2 separate regions of the Canis lupus genome follow, and region 1 is linked to region 2. The links are chromatin contacts, called in public Hi-C maps. All regions are on one chromosome and are shown on one strand. The core of a region is the stretch at or near the end of the contact, and the rest is flanking DNA. Distances in the headings are between cores, read along the strand shown.

What was found. A called contact is a pair of places that touch in the nucleus more often than the background predicts.
Region 1: a Hi-C map of amygdala shows a contact between it and region 2, with 5 times the contacts expected there. The contact joins two enhancer-like sites. A contact is called at or near these places in 2 of 9 Hi-C or Micro-C datasets (amygdala and liver).

What each region holds. Positions count from the first base shown.
Region 1 is chr4:5,517,369-5,523,495 of UU_Cfam_GSD_1.0, forward strand. LOC119871435 (a long non-coding RNA gene) reads right to left here. Exons shown (of 3, transcript XR_005357765.1): 2 at 1,080-1,242. Among named protein-coding and RNA genes, the nearest start is that of IRF2BP2, 97 kb to the right of the region's middle. Within about 2 kb of position 2,018, at least 7 of the 20 cell types and tissues checked have an H3K27ac peak or open chromatin away from gene starts, as enhancers often do.
Region 2 is chr4:5,202,310-5,208,730 of UU_Cfam_GSD_1.0, forward strand. No RefSeq gene overlaps it. Among named protein-coding and RNA genes, the nearest start is that of TOMM20, 48 kb to the left of the region's middle. Within about 2 kb of position 4,237, at least 12 of the 20 cell types and tissues checked have an H3K27ac peak or open chromatin away from gene starts, as enhancers often do.

The sequences.
Region 1 (6,127 bases), core at 768-3,267, 310 kb after region 2:
TTTTGATTTTAAGAATCACCTTCCTTCCCTGTCTATTCCCAGAATGACAGAGAAGGGACACAGAGAGCCAGGTTGTGTTTGTTCCTTGCTGCCTGGCAAGGAGCAGGTGCTCATAGTGTTTGCCAGGTGAAGATGGCAGGAGAGGGGAAGAAGGCCATCACAGGCCTAGAGCCCACTCCTTTGGAGAATTGGGATCTGCCTGACAAGCTCCAGTGGTGGAGAGAGTGCTGGCTGCCTTTCTCAGGGGAGCGGGGGTGCTCTGCTGCCTCTTGTCCTCCTTCAAGAAGGAGAAAACCTACCGTCTCCAGGCAGCGTTGGGGATGGGGGTGGGAAGGAAGGAGAGAATCGACCAGACTGCTTATTTGACTTTAACCGACTCCATCCGTATTTCAGTCAAAGCTGCTCAAAATGGCTCTTGTGGGCAGACAGGGCCTGAGTCAGCCAGTCAATAACACTCATCGAGTGTTCCCTCGGTACAGAGCCCAGAGCCCAGAGCCCAGTGCTGTGGAACGGGAAACCAGAGGTGTGCAGTTCAGGTCTTGTCTGAGTTATTGAGAATCAGAGGAAAACAGAGAGAGGACAGATGCGCCCGAGAAGGACTCGGGGGCCCATTAGCATGCACACAGAAACCGGGACAGATGAACACGCAGGACCCTTCTCTTGGCTCAATTTCTGAGAAGGGAGCAAAGACCCTCAGTTGCCCACCCACGTGTCCAGGCCACAGGGGTCACCATCCGCTGGAGCAGTGCTCCAGGACCCAGGCTTTGCAGACAGGGACCTGGGTTGGGATGTCCCTCCGCACTGCTGGATGTGCTGCCTTGGTGTGCTTCTAAGGCAGTCCAAACCTGTTTCCTTATTTGTGACTACCCCCATGCCTTACAATTGAGGTGAAATAAGAAATTGGATCCAAAATGTCTTCTGGGAGCAAGCACAGGGTGGGCACTCAGTGATTGGCAATATTTATTACTATTCTTACAATCATTCTAGAATCTCCCCCTCTGGAAATCTGTATGAAAGGGTTTCATGCTTCTATTGCCCCCTCTCTGGCTGGCGAATCTTTTCCCTTTTTCCTGTCTTACCTCTGAGCCTAGTCCACTGGCCCTCAGCCCCTTCAGGGCTGCCCAGCAGTGAGGCCAGGACTGGGTGAGATCCATCCTCAGGGACGGTGACCCGTGTTGGCGCTGCTGGGCCAAGTCAAACAAGAGGATCCTTGCTGCATGTTCTGTCCCTGGAGCTACTGGGCTGAGGGAGAAAGCCAGGATGAGAAGCCAGAAGATGGAGCCAAAGGTTAGATGCCAGAACGCAGCCAGGCTCTGTATGGGGAGCTGGACAGGCCAATGGCAGGTAGGATTGGGAAGCCAAGAAATAACCATGTGGTGCATGCTATGCTGGGTCAAGCGAGAGAAGCTTCTGGCAAGGTGTATCTTTTCTGTGAGGCCATTTAAAGCCAGAAATGACATAGGGGTCTTCTTTAGTTGGATTTAATCAAGCTCTGCGGTGGGAGAGCTCGGGAGGATGGCACATGGGGGAGGGCACCACCTGGATCAGTTGACCAGAATCCCAGCATGCCATACCCAGAACAGATTGGAACATTGCCACGGGTTGTGCTAGAGCCCCTGTGGCAGTAACAGCCCAGTAGAGGCCACTGTCAGAGCTCTCTCTCTTGCTGGGACCTAGAACATACCTCTGAACCAGGCTTCTGCCTCCTCTTGGCCTCCCCCACCCCCACATCTTCTTCACACAACCACCAAAGTGATGGCAAAACCTTATAGACCAAACCCATTACAGCCCTTGAGGCCCTCTAATCCAACGATTGGTTTTAATCCTCTCCAGAATGTATATTGGAAGTCCTGCAGGCTCCCTACCTTCCTCCCAAGTCACCTTTGCTCTGTTTTACAGACAGTAGACTCATTCCTGCCCTGAGGCCTTGACCCAACAGCTCCCTTCTCTAGGAATGCTGCTCCCCAGATCTTGCAGAGCTGGCTCCCTCCTCCATCCAGAACTAAAGGTCATCTCTCCAGAGGCCTTTGCTGCCTGCCCAGGTGTTTTTTCATCCTGCTTTAGTCCTCTGAAGAGTGGTTATCACTGTGTGCTATTTCTCAGTTTATGTGTGGCTGTTTATCTATTCCTGGTCTCCACCCGCTAGTCTGGGAACTCCCTGGGAGTGGGCACTTTGTGATCTCTGCTCTCTCTCTCCAAGTCAAGAGAAGGGCCAGGTGGAGGCCTGTCAAGTGGAGGATGCCTCCCCATTTGAGAACTGTGGGTTGGGTTCCCAGGGAGGTTATCCTTGGTGGCTTGGAGGTGGGATAGGGATAGGATTGCATCCTCCATATCCAATGAAATACCTGAGGGCACATTTGAAAATATCAGATTTCCACAAGGGGACCTGGAGATGGAAGAAGCTGCCTAGAAGATTAGGAACTTCCAGAAAGATGCAGGAACCCAGCAGGTAGGGACGAGCCAGGGTGGAGAGGACAGCACTGTGACAGAACTGCTCCCAACAAGGCCCCTGTCTTCCCTGCTCACCAGCAGCACAGGGCTGGAGGGCTGGTGGCTCAGAGTCTCCCCTGTCCCAATACCCACTGCCATCTTAAGAGTCATGTCAAGAATGTTTTTCTATTTAAAATTTGAAATTAGGGGCACCTGGGTGGCTCGGTATTCCAGCGGCTGCCTTTGGCTCAGGTCATGATCCCAGGGTCCTGGATACAGTCCATTGTTAGGCTCCGCGTGGAGAGCCTGCTTCTCCCTCTGCCTGTGTCTCTGTCTCTCTCTGTGTGTCTCTCACAAATAAATAAATAAAATCCTTAAAAAATAAATAAATAAAATAAGATAAAATTTGAAATTACCGTTGACAATACTATTCTTCAAACTTTGTGATTGTTGCCTCTAGGGACCAGCTGGGTAACTAAATATTTTTGGGGAGTTCTAATGAATCATGACGATGTGACTATATACAAACAGGCCTGTTCTTGCATTTACTCACAAGTGATGATGCCAGAAAGAACTGTGTGTGGATTTTCATTATTTGTCACAAGTTAAGGCCGCAGGCCTGGGTCACTGTAAAACATGACTCAGCGCTGGAAACACGGTACTAGTTTTTCCCGAGTCACTCTTGTTCCTTTCCTTTTTTCCCTGCCCCTGCTGGCCTCACTGCATTCCTTTCTGATAGTGAAAGACAGATCAGTGAGGGCATCAGAGGATTTGCCTGGCAGGGTCTTTTTGTCTTCAGCTTGATCAGTAGAGCTGGGTCTCGTGAAACCGCTGGATACCTTGATTTTTCCTGGTGGCTCCTTTTGTTTTCTCTTTGGGTTTCTGGTGGCTTGGTTTTGAAACCAGGGGCAGTGTGCATGGAGAATGTGCCCTGCCTTCCACTGAGCTCCTAGCTCTGACAGCGTTTTGGAAATTGTAAAGTGCACACGTGGTAAGGAATGCTGCTGCTGGTGGATCCTTCCTCCCAGAGGCTGACGGATCCCGTGCTAGTCCATTGCCTCTCTCGTGATAAAGATGCTGGGCTTTCCTGACCATCTACTCCAGGGACTGCGTATGTCCAGGAGAGGCCAGCCTGGGGCTTCCCCTGCCCTTGCTGTTCTCTGCAAGGCACAGCAAAGAAGGCTGCCCTGGAGGGAACACATACCCCTAAGTGTCTCTCTGATCAGTGAGTCCTTGGCTCGAAAGCCCACACTGTCTGGTGCACAGGTGGCCACAATGCAGGATGGACTTCCCTACCTTTAGGTTGGATCCGGTTCCCAGAGTTCACTTAGCCAACCCACTGATTTCCATCAGTAGCCCCTAGTATAGCCTAAAATATATCTATAGCTTCTTCCCTGGGAGTCGGGCCCAGTATCTCTGGGTTTGGATGTGCCATGGAGATTCTTTCCTCACCCCCTCTACAGCCTTGGAGAAGCTGAGCCTCAGGACGGCAGAGTCTGTCCTTGCTGTCAAGCAGAGCAGGGTTGCCATGGACTGTTGTGCAGGGGAGCATGCAGTAAATGTCTCTGGGGGCCCTTGGCAAGGACCACGTTCCTGCTCAACTGCACCTGGTGAGTCCGGGCAGAACTCCTCACCGGGAGGCAAGGCACCATCCTAATCACAGGTCATACTCACAGATCAGAATTTTCCCAGAGAATCAAAGATGCTGTCTCCATCACTTTTCCTGACCCCTACTCGATTGTACTGTCCCTAAGGTCACATTTCCCTCCAGGTGACTTTGCACATAGGCAATGTTCAATAAATGTGCATAAGGTTCAAAATCCCTGCAGCCAAAGCCAGCCTATGACTTCTGCTGGAAGCATTTCGTGGACCTCACCTAAACTCCAACAGCTACAACATAGAAGTTAAGGTGATTTGTGACTTGGGGAAATAGGAGCCTGGCCCAGCGTCACCCATCCTAATCTTCGGAATGGTGTTTTTAGAGCAGGCAGGGGAGAGAGGGCATGCTCAGGGTTGAATAGACTGCTTTTATTCATTTTGCTCGGTACTTCCTGCAGTTTTATGTTATCTCACGCAGTTGCGGGGAGATGTAGGTGATATACACGTCTACCTTTTCCTGATTACATACAGTATCACTTGGCTAAAAACCTACACGGACCACTAGGATACATTCTGGCTGAACATTAGAGACTTTTCTAATTATCTTTAAAAACAAAAAAACCCAAACCAGTCCCTCCCCTGCCATTGCACATAAAATGGTATAAGTGTACAGGTTGCTGCAATAAAAGCCCCAGTTAGGTGAGTTAAATACTCCAGATTTGGACCATGACTAAACAGCACAACCGGATGGGTCACTTTCTGGTCTGCTAGCAAGGCTTCACCTCCATGGGATGGTGGACGGCGGGCTGGGCGAGCCGCTGGATTGCCGCTGCCCGGAGGCAGGGGGTAGGGGGTTGGGGATGCACGGTGGCCCTGAGACTACCTGATTTTCAGCTGCCTTTAAGGCTAAGCTTGATCGTCTGAGAAGCTATCCTGAAGTTCCAGAGTCCAGATAGCGCATCTAAGCCCAGTGCCTCTCAGAGCCTCACCCCTTCTCTGTTCAGTCTTCCAAGAAGAGATTTTTGGGACTTCCAACAAGGCACTGGGTCCTGCCAGTTTTTCCAAGGACACAGGGGAAAACAGAAATGCACCCTGGGCCCTCAAAGAGCTCACACCGTGGCTGAAAAAGCAAGATGTGCCCAGAGGCTGCCCGTCACAGCACCAGCATTTAGGGAACCCATCATAGGGACTCTTGCACCTGGATCAGATCTCCAGACACGTGTAGGACCCACGGAGACGGAGCCCTCAGTCTAGGTGCACAGACTCCGAGAATCCAGCTCATTCACTGGCAGAGTTAATAAGTGCTTTCCTTCCCCAAAATGCTGACAGGCTTCTGTGATCTGCCCTACTCATTTGGCACCGCTGTGCATTGCCACGGGTGATTGTTAAGCTTCTGCCCAGTAGCTCTCCCTTGATGGTGGAATCATCAAATGCTTTGGAGACGTCATCTACCGAAGTGCGGAAGCTGAGACAACCAGAGACATAGGAGATTTGCAAAGGGCCACCAGGCTCCCGGTTCATGCAGGGCCTTGAGAAGCCAGCCCCAGGCTGGAGGGAAAAGCACACAAGCCCTAGAGCTAAGCCTGCAGGCCCCACACTTGAGGGAGGATCACTTAGTGGCCAGGTCACCTCTAGAGCCCTGCAGCCCCTCTCTGCAGACAAGTGAGGGAAACATCCCTTTTCCCCCCCTTCCGGTCCTGTCCCATGTTTATCACAGACAGGCGGATGGAAGCGCAGTGTGTGACGTCAGCCCAGATTTATGCACCAGGACTCACTCTGTGGCCCGAAAGAACATTCCTAGTTTTAACAGATGCCTTCTTGCGTAAATATAAAAGGACCAGGAAGCAGCCTAAGAATCTGTGCCCAGCCTGTGGTCACATGAGATATTTCCCCTGGCATTCTGGATTGGCTTCCTTGGGAAAGGAGCCAGGTGGTGTCTTCCATGGCTTTTCATTGGGACCTACCTCCGTGGTGGTCTTCAGGGCCAGCAGGAGGCCCACAGAGACTTGGGCCCTGGGTGCACTCCTGCTACTCAGTCCCTATCTGAGAGGGCAGAATGACAGCAGCTATCCCCACGGCCTGCTGGGATGTGGGGACG
Region 2 (6,421 bases), core at 2,987-5,486:
CTCCAGAGGCATGGATGCAGAGGGGGTGGGCAAGCCCAGGCTGAGGTTGGCTCTGCTGGTGGCTGGAACGCCACATTCTAGCTGGCCTGCTAACTCCCTGGGTCTGTGCCTGAGTTAATTGCAATGTTCCTCACAGAGTGGGCACCTCTTGGAGTTTCTAAAACCGAGCACGATTACGCAGACGCTGCCGCACCGTCTTTTTTTTTTTTTTTTTTTTAAGATTTTGTTTATTCATAAGAGACACAGAGAGAGGCAGAGATGCAGGCAGAGGGAGAAGCAGGCTCCATGCAGAGCCTGATGTGGGACTGGATCCCAGGACCCTGGGATCATGACCTGAGCTGAAGGTAGACGCTCAACCACTGAGCTACCCAGATGACATCCCTGCACCCCTAGTCTTAACGTGGACCCCGCTCTCCAATTCTGCTTTAGACGGCATGGGGTCAGTGAGACACACTCCGGTTTCCTTTTCACAAGTTGTTTGGAGGCTTTGGGCTCATGGCCAGAACAGTTCAGCAAGGAGGCTGGTGTAGGTAACTACGTTTTACTTTGCCTCCTGAAGATGTGGAGCAGAACTAAACACAATCCCTCTTCCTAACGCAGAGCACGTCTTAATGCCAGAAGGAAGGGAATAAAATCAGAGTGAGACAGCGCTTACCAAGAAAAGACAAATGCGTGCTGACATCTTCTCCCCCACCGATGGGAAACCGGGGCAACTGGGTGTCAGTGAGTTTGGGGACCAGCATTTTTGAATTGGAGCTCCTCAAGCTTCTGTGAGTGCTTGCATGAATCTGATGGTCTTGTTAAAATGCAGATTCTTACTCATTAGGCCTGGGTGGTAGGGGCTGAGATTCTCTTAACAAGCTCCCAGGTGAGTGCAGCACCTTGCTCTACCTATGAGTAGCAAGAGTGTGCCCTGTACTAGGCCAGAAACAATCCTGTGGTTGATTCATGCCAGCGAAAGACAAAATTAGGTAAAACGGTTATTTTGTATCTGTTTTCTAATAGGTTCTCGGCTATTGTGTGGACTTGGCCATGGCTGGCAGAAACCACTGCTGTCCTGCTGGGGGTTGAACGCAATCCTGCGCCAGGATCCTTTGTAACCCTGCCTACTTAAGATTAATGGCTACTGGACAGTCCCCATCATACAGGCCCAGCACCAGCATAACCAAGAGAGCTCAAGGGTTTCAGGCCCAGCAGCCTGGACTTCATTGATTCCAACAGCCACCTGCGCCACACCCCCTTCTCCTGCCCCAAAGCCGGTACCAAAAATGAAAGCCCAACAGATGTGTGCTGGAAATCCAATGTGGCAGGCCTGGCCCATAGCAGAGCTGGTACTCTGAGGAAAGGAGGTGACAATAGGGTGGAAATTCCTGTGATCCTGCTGGTGTGGGCACGTGGGATGATGCGGACATGCTGTTGGGTGCACGTGCACCCATACACATGTGTGGGGTTGGGCTGAGGTGTTAAGAAGAGGGGTGGCATGGTTGGGCTGGGACCCTGACACACCTTTTTGAGGCCCACAGTGAGACATGCATTGGACATCCTCCCCCTGCTCATGCATACCTGTATATCTGAAATCAGGTTTTACATAACAACATGCAGCCTTACTGCATGTGACACCCTCTAATTTTTTTTTTTTTAAATTCTAAAATGCTGATTCTGATCCACTAAATTGATTTCAGGGCCCACTCTTGAGTCATGATGCAGATTTTGACAAATACTCAAGTACCTTAAGAGCCTTTTCTTAAATGGAGAATATGTGATTCTCTCATTTATTGTAGAGTAAAGAAGGCACAAGTCTTCTTTAACATGAGAAGATGTAATTTAGGAAATATGCATTTAAAATTGGGATTTCTTCAAATTCCATCCTGTAAGATCTTAGTGAAAAGATCTATTTCTTTGGTAAACTTGGAGCATCTAAGAAAATGGAAGAATGAATGAACTAGCATATTTATAGATACTTAAATCCTTGGATGGAAGATTTCAGGACAAATAAATTTATTTTTTTTAAAGATTATTTATTTATTCATAGAGACACACACACAGAGAGAGGCAGAGACACAGGCAGAGGGAGAAGCAGGCTCCATGCAGAGAGCCTGACGTGGGACTCGATCCAGGGTCTCCAGGATCATGCCCTAGGCTGCAGGCAGCGCTAAACCGCTGCACCACCAGGGCTACCCTGGGACAAATAAATTTTAAAAAAAGTATTATTGATAGGTGAGGTCCAAGTAGATACAAATAACAAATGTTTTTGAGATTAAAATTTATAATAACAGGATAATATGACTGATTTATAAATAATCTTTGAATATATCAGTAATAGAATGATAATGTCAATATTTACTGAGTCATTATATGCCTACTCTGTTAAACATTTTAATTCATAAAAACTTGGTCTCTTTAGAAACTTCCCTTTATTTTCAAAAACAGAGTGTGGCTCTGGGGGGATGAGGTGTATTGCCCTGGGTTGGTGACCTTGTTTCTTAGAGCTGAGAAGCAGCTTTTTTTGTTTTTGTTTTTAAAGATTTATTTTGTTGAGACAGAGAAAGCGCGCGTGTGCAAGTGAGCAGGGGGAGGGGCTGAGGGAGAGGGGGAGAGAATCTCAAGCAGACTCTCTGCTGAGGGCAGAGCTAGTTGTGGGCCTCCATCCGATGACCCCTGAGATCACGCCCCGAGATGAAACCAAGAATTGGACAGTCAACAGACTGAGCCACTGGTGCCCCTGGGAAGAAGTTTTTAGATGGTCTTGTCCAGAGCTTTAGAAGTTTCACAGGGGCAATATATTGTAGGGAAACACAGTGAGGGTGTAGTGGGGAGCAGAAAGAGGGGCTGGCGCCCTGAGCCCTTCAGTCCTCTGATCCAAGGTGGCTGCCTCAGCTATAACAAAGACCGATCTTGACCCAATCTGATCCAGTTTCCAATTCTGGGGAGGAGGAGTCAGATTGGCTCACCTGGGGTAGCTGTTCCTGTTCATGTAGTCACCTGTAGTCTGGGTCTGGGGTCATGAAGTATAAACACGGTATTAAGGCCTCAACTCTGCTGGCACGACGGATAGTTCTGAGCGTCATGGTCTGGGTGGATAACTCAAAAGTGGTTACCATACTGCGGGACCCTTTGTTAAAATAAGATCTTACCTAAGAGCCAAACACATAGGATGGATAAAGACAGGGTTGTTCTTGTAAAGGGTATGGGGACCAAAGTCCTCCCAAACTGGCACCCCTTCCCTGGGACATGGGAGTGTAGTTTTGAAAACCATGGATCTATTTCTCCCCCCTCATTTTTATAGAAAAATGAGGCTAGGGAGTGGGGTCACCTCCCAGAGGTACACAGCAACTGAGTGTCAAGGCTGGGACTGGCCCCAGGGCCTTGGCTCCTACTGGAATGTCTGCTCATCTCCTCGCTCTGTCTCCTCATGCCCAGCTACACAAACACACCACTGCCAGGAAAAGCCTTTTGTTTCTTTTTAAATTCCTCTTTTTAGGGGTGCCTGGGGGAACGCCTGGGTGGCTCAGTGGTTGAGCATCTACCTTTGCCTCAGGTCGTAATTGAGTTCTGCATGGGGTCCCCACAGGGAGCCTGCTTCTCCCTCTGCCTGTCTCTGCCTCTCTCTGTGTCTCTATGAATAAATAAATAAAATATTTAAAAGAAAAATCCTCTTTTTAGAAAGAAAACCACTTTTGTATTTCTACGGTGAGTTGATTTTAACTTGCAGAGTTAAAAAAATAAATAAATACAAGTAAGAGAATGGAACGCCAGAAGAAGACTTGTGTCCCCGCTGGAAGGGTGACTTGAGGGGTGCTGGCAGGGCCTCCTCTTGTGCGCTCACTGGACCAAGCCTTGCCCAGCACCTCGATTCAGTCCTCATCTCTCCTTTGGACACACACAAGGGTCTGCTGGCACAGACAGGCTTGCTCTGGTCCCTGACCATGTCTTAGGTTGAAAATGTGCTTTGGTGGCTCCCATAGGATAGTGACTTTGGTTTCAACGCCTCCCAGTGATGCCTCCACGTGTGGGCATGAGTCTTGATGAAGCACTTTTCAGGAACGTGCTAAACTGGATGACCCATTTCCACTGGGGTTGTTACATGTAGCCTTGGGGGGATACCCTCCACATCTCCTGGCCGGCCATTCCAGGGAAGGGCGCTTGGCTGGCTGCTGGCAGGGAGCAAAGGCCCGCGGCTCCTCCGTGCACCGGGTCACAAGGGCTGTCTGGAGGCTCCGGCCTGCGTCTACATGCAGGGCCACTTGATGGCACTGTTAGAATTGTGGAACGGAGGCTGCCTGCCTCAAAACAGTACCCCCCCACCCCATTCTAATCCTCTCCAAACTCATTTCCACCCACCTTCTCCCAAACAGAGGCAGAAAAATTTCCTAGCCTGTTCCTCCTGGCGTGTCCCCCACCCTCTGCAACCCATTCCTGGCTGGATGTGAAGATGTAGTGGCCCCTCTGGCCTCTCTCTCACTGCTGCGCTCCCATCTTTCCATCCTGCTCTCTAAATCTTTACCATTCTGCATGTCCCAGGGGGACCTCCGGGGTTCCAGGCCATCTGCCGGAGGAGAAAGGGCCATGAAAACTTCTAAGAACCTGGGGATCTAAGAGAGAGAAAGCAGAAGTGTGTGGAATCCTGCTGGCCACGGGACTTGTTTTCTAGAAGGAAGAAGCAGTTGGCCGTGGGGGGAGAGCACAGGCTGCGTGGTGAGGGGTCACTGGGAGAAGGTGCTGGGAGGAATGGGAGGAATGTGCAGACAGTGGGGGGCAGGAAATGGGCTCTCTCAGCCGGAATCTTGGCATTAGGTTGCACGGATTAAAGGCTTTCTGTTCTTGGCTTCCCAGCTGCCACTGTGTCAAAGTCCCCCTGGACCCACTGACCCTCGGGGTCAAGGGTAGGCGGGGGCATGGTGCTGGGCGACCCTTGACTTCATCCCTTGTCTTGGCCTCTGGTTCCCTGTTCTTGCTGCCACTTCCTCTTTCTCCGAGCTGTTGGGGGGAGGGACCACGAGCTGGGGAAGGCGCGACAGCACCACTGCCCCACTCTGGCACCCCAGACCTCAGGTCTCCCCACCACAGAGCACCCACCACTGCCCAACCCGCCCCAGGCTCCTATCCCCAAGGACAGGAAGGAGAAAGCGCCATATGGCCAGGGAGGAATTCATTGTAAGGAAAGCATCTTCCCCTAAACAATTACCAGGAAATACTGTCTTGACTGATTCTCGGACATGCGCTGCCCTCTTGGCAGAGTTATCTGGAGGCTTGTTAAACCACGTAAAAGCTGATGAGACAGTCCCCAAACTCAGAGTGGCCCACACAGCGCAGGCCGCAGAAGCCTCCCGGTTCCCCCTTGGTGGGTGCTGGGAGTGCCCCCCATGTGGCTCCTGCCCCCCAGCCAGCCAGCGCCCGCTCTGAGCGGGGACCCAGGCCACGGGAGGGCAGGTGCGTGCCTTCAACCCCATGAGTAATACTCGCCTTTTCATCTTCAAAGGGCCTTCCCAAGATTAACCAATTAGTCACCCTTAGGAAAGCTACAAAGCAGGCTGTTACTGTCTTCATTAAGCCTGAGGTGGGGGAGGGAGGTGAGTGGAGTCCCCACCCCAGGCCAGTGAGAGTCTGGGTTTGGGTGCAGGTGAGCAGTCACTCGGAATGTCCCAGGGTGTCCGAGGGTGTGCAGTGCTGAATCAAGAATGTGCTAGAGCAGAGGTTGGAGCTTCTCAATGGGCAGAAGCTGGGGGGAGGCCACGGAGGGGTGAAGGGAAGGATTGGAGGATCTTTTTTTCTTTTTCTTTTTCTTTTTTTTAAAGATGTTATTTATTTATTCATGAGAGACCCAGAGGCAGAGAGAGAGAGGCAGAGACACAGGCAGAGGGAGGAGCAGGCTCCATGCAGGGAGCCTGACGTGGGATTTGATCCCGGGTCTCCAGGATCACGCCCTGGGCTGAAGGCAGGTGTTAAACCGATGAGCCACTCAGGGATCGATCCCCTTCTTTTTCTTTTTTTAAGATTTTATTTATTTATTCATGAGAGACACTGGCAGAGGGAGAAGCAGGCTCCCTGTGAGGAGCCTGATGTGGGACTTGATCCCAGGACCCCGGGGTCATGCCCTGAGCCAAAGGCAGATCCTCAACCACTGAGCCACCCAGGTGCCCCAGGATCGGATGCTCTGGGGACAGGGGAAGGGTATTTTGCTGAACCCAGGGTAAGTAGATGCAAAGGCAGGTTGACACAAGCCTACCCAGGGAGGGCTTCACCATATGTTCTAAACTTTCAGAAACTGGTGCTGATGAGGCCCCTCTGAGCCATCCAGATATTTGTGAAATGAGTTTTGGAACACTTTCCTTTTTGTATCTGTATGAGGATTTTGAAATGACTAAAAATGATCAAGCATGTGTCACTAAAGCACCTTGCAGATCAGAAGTGTGTGAAAGCT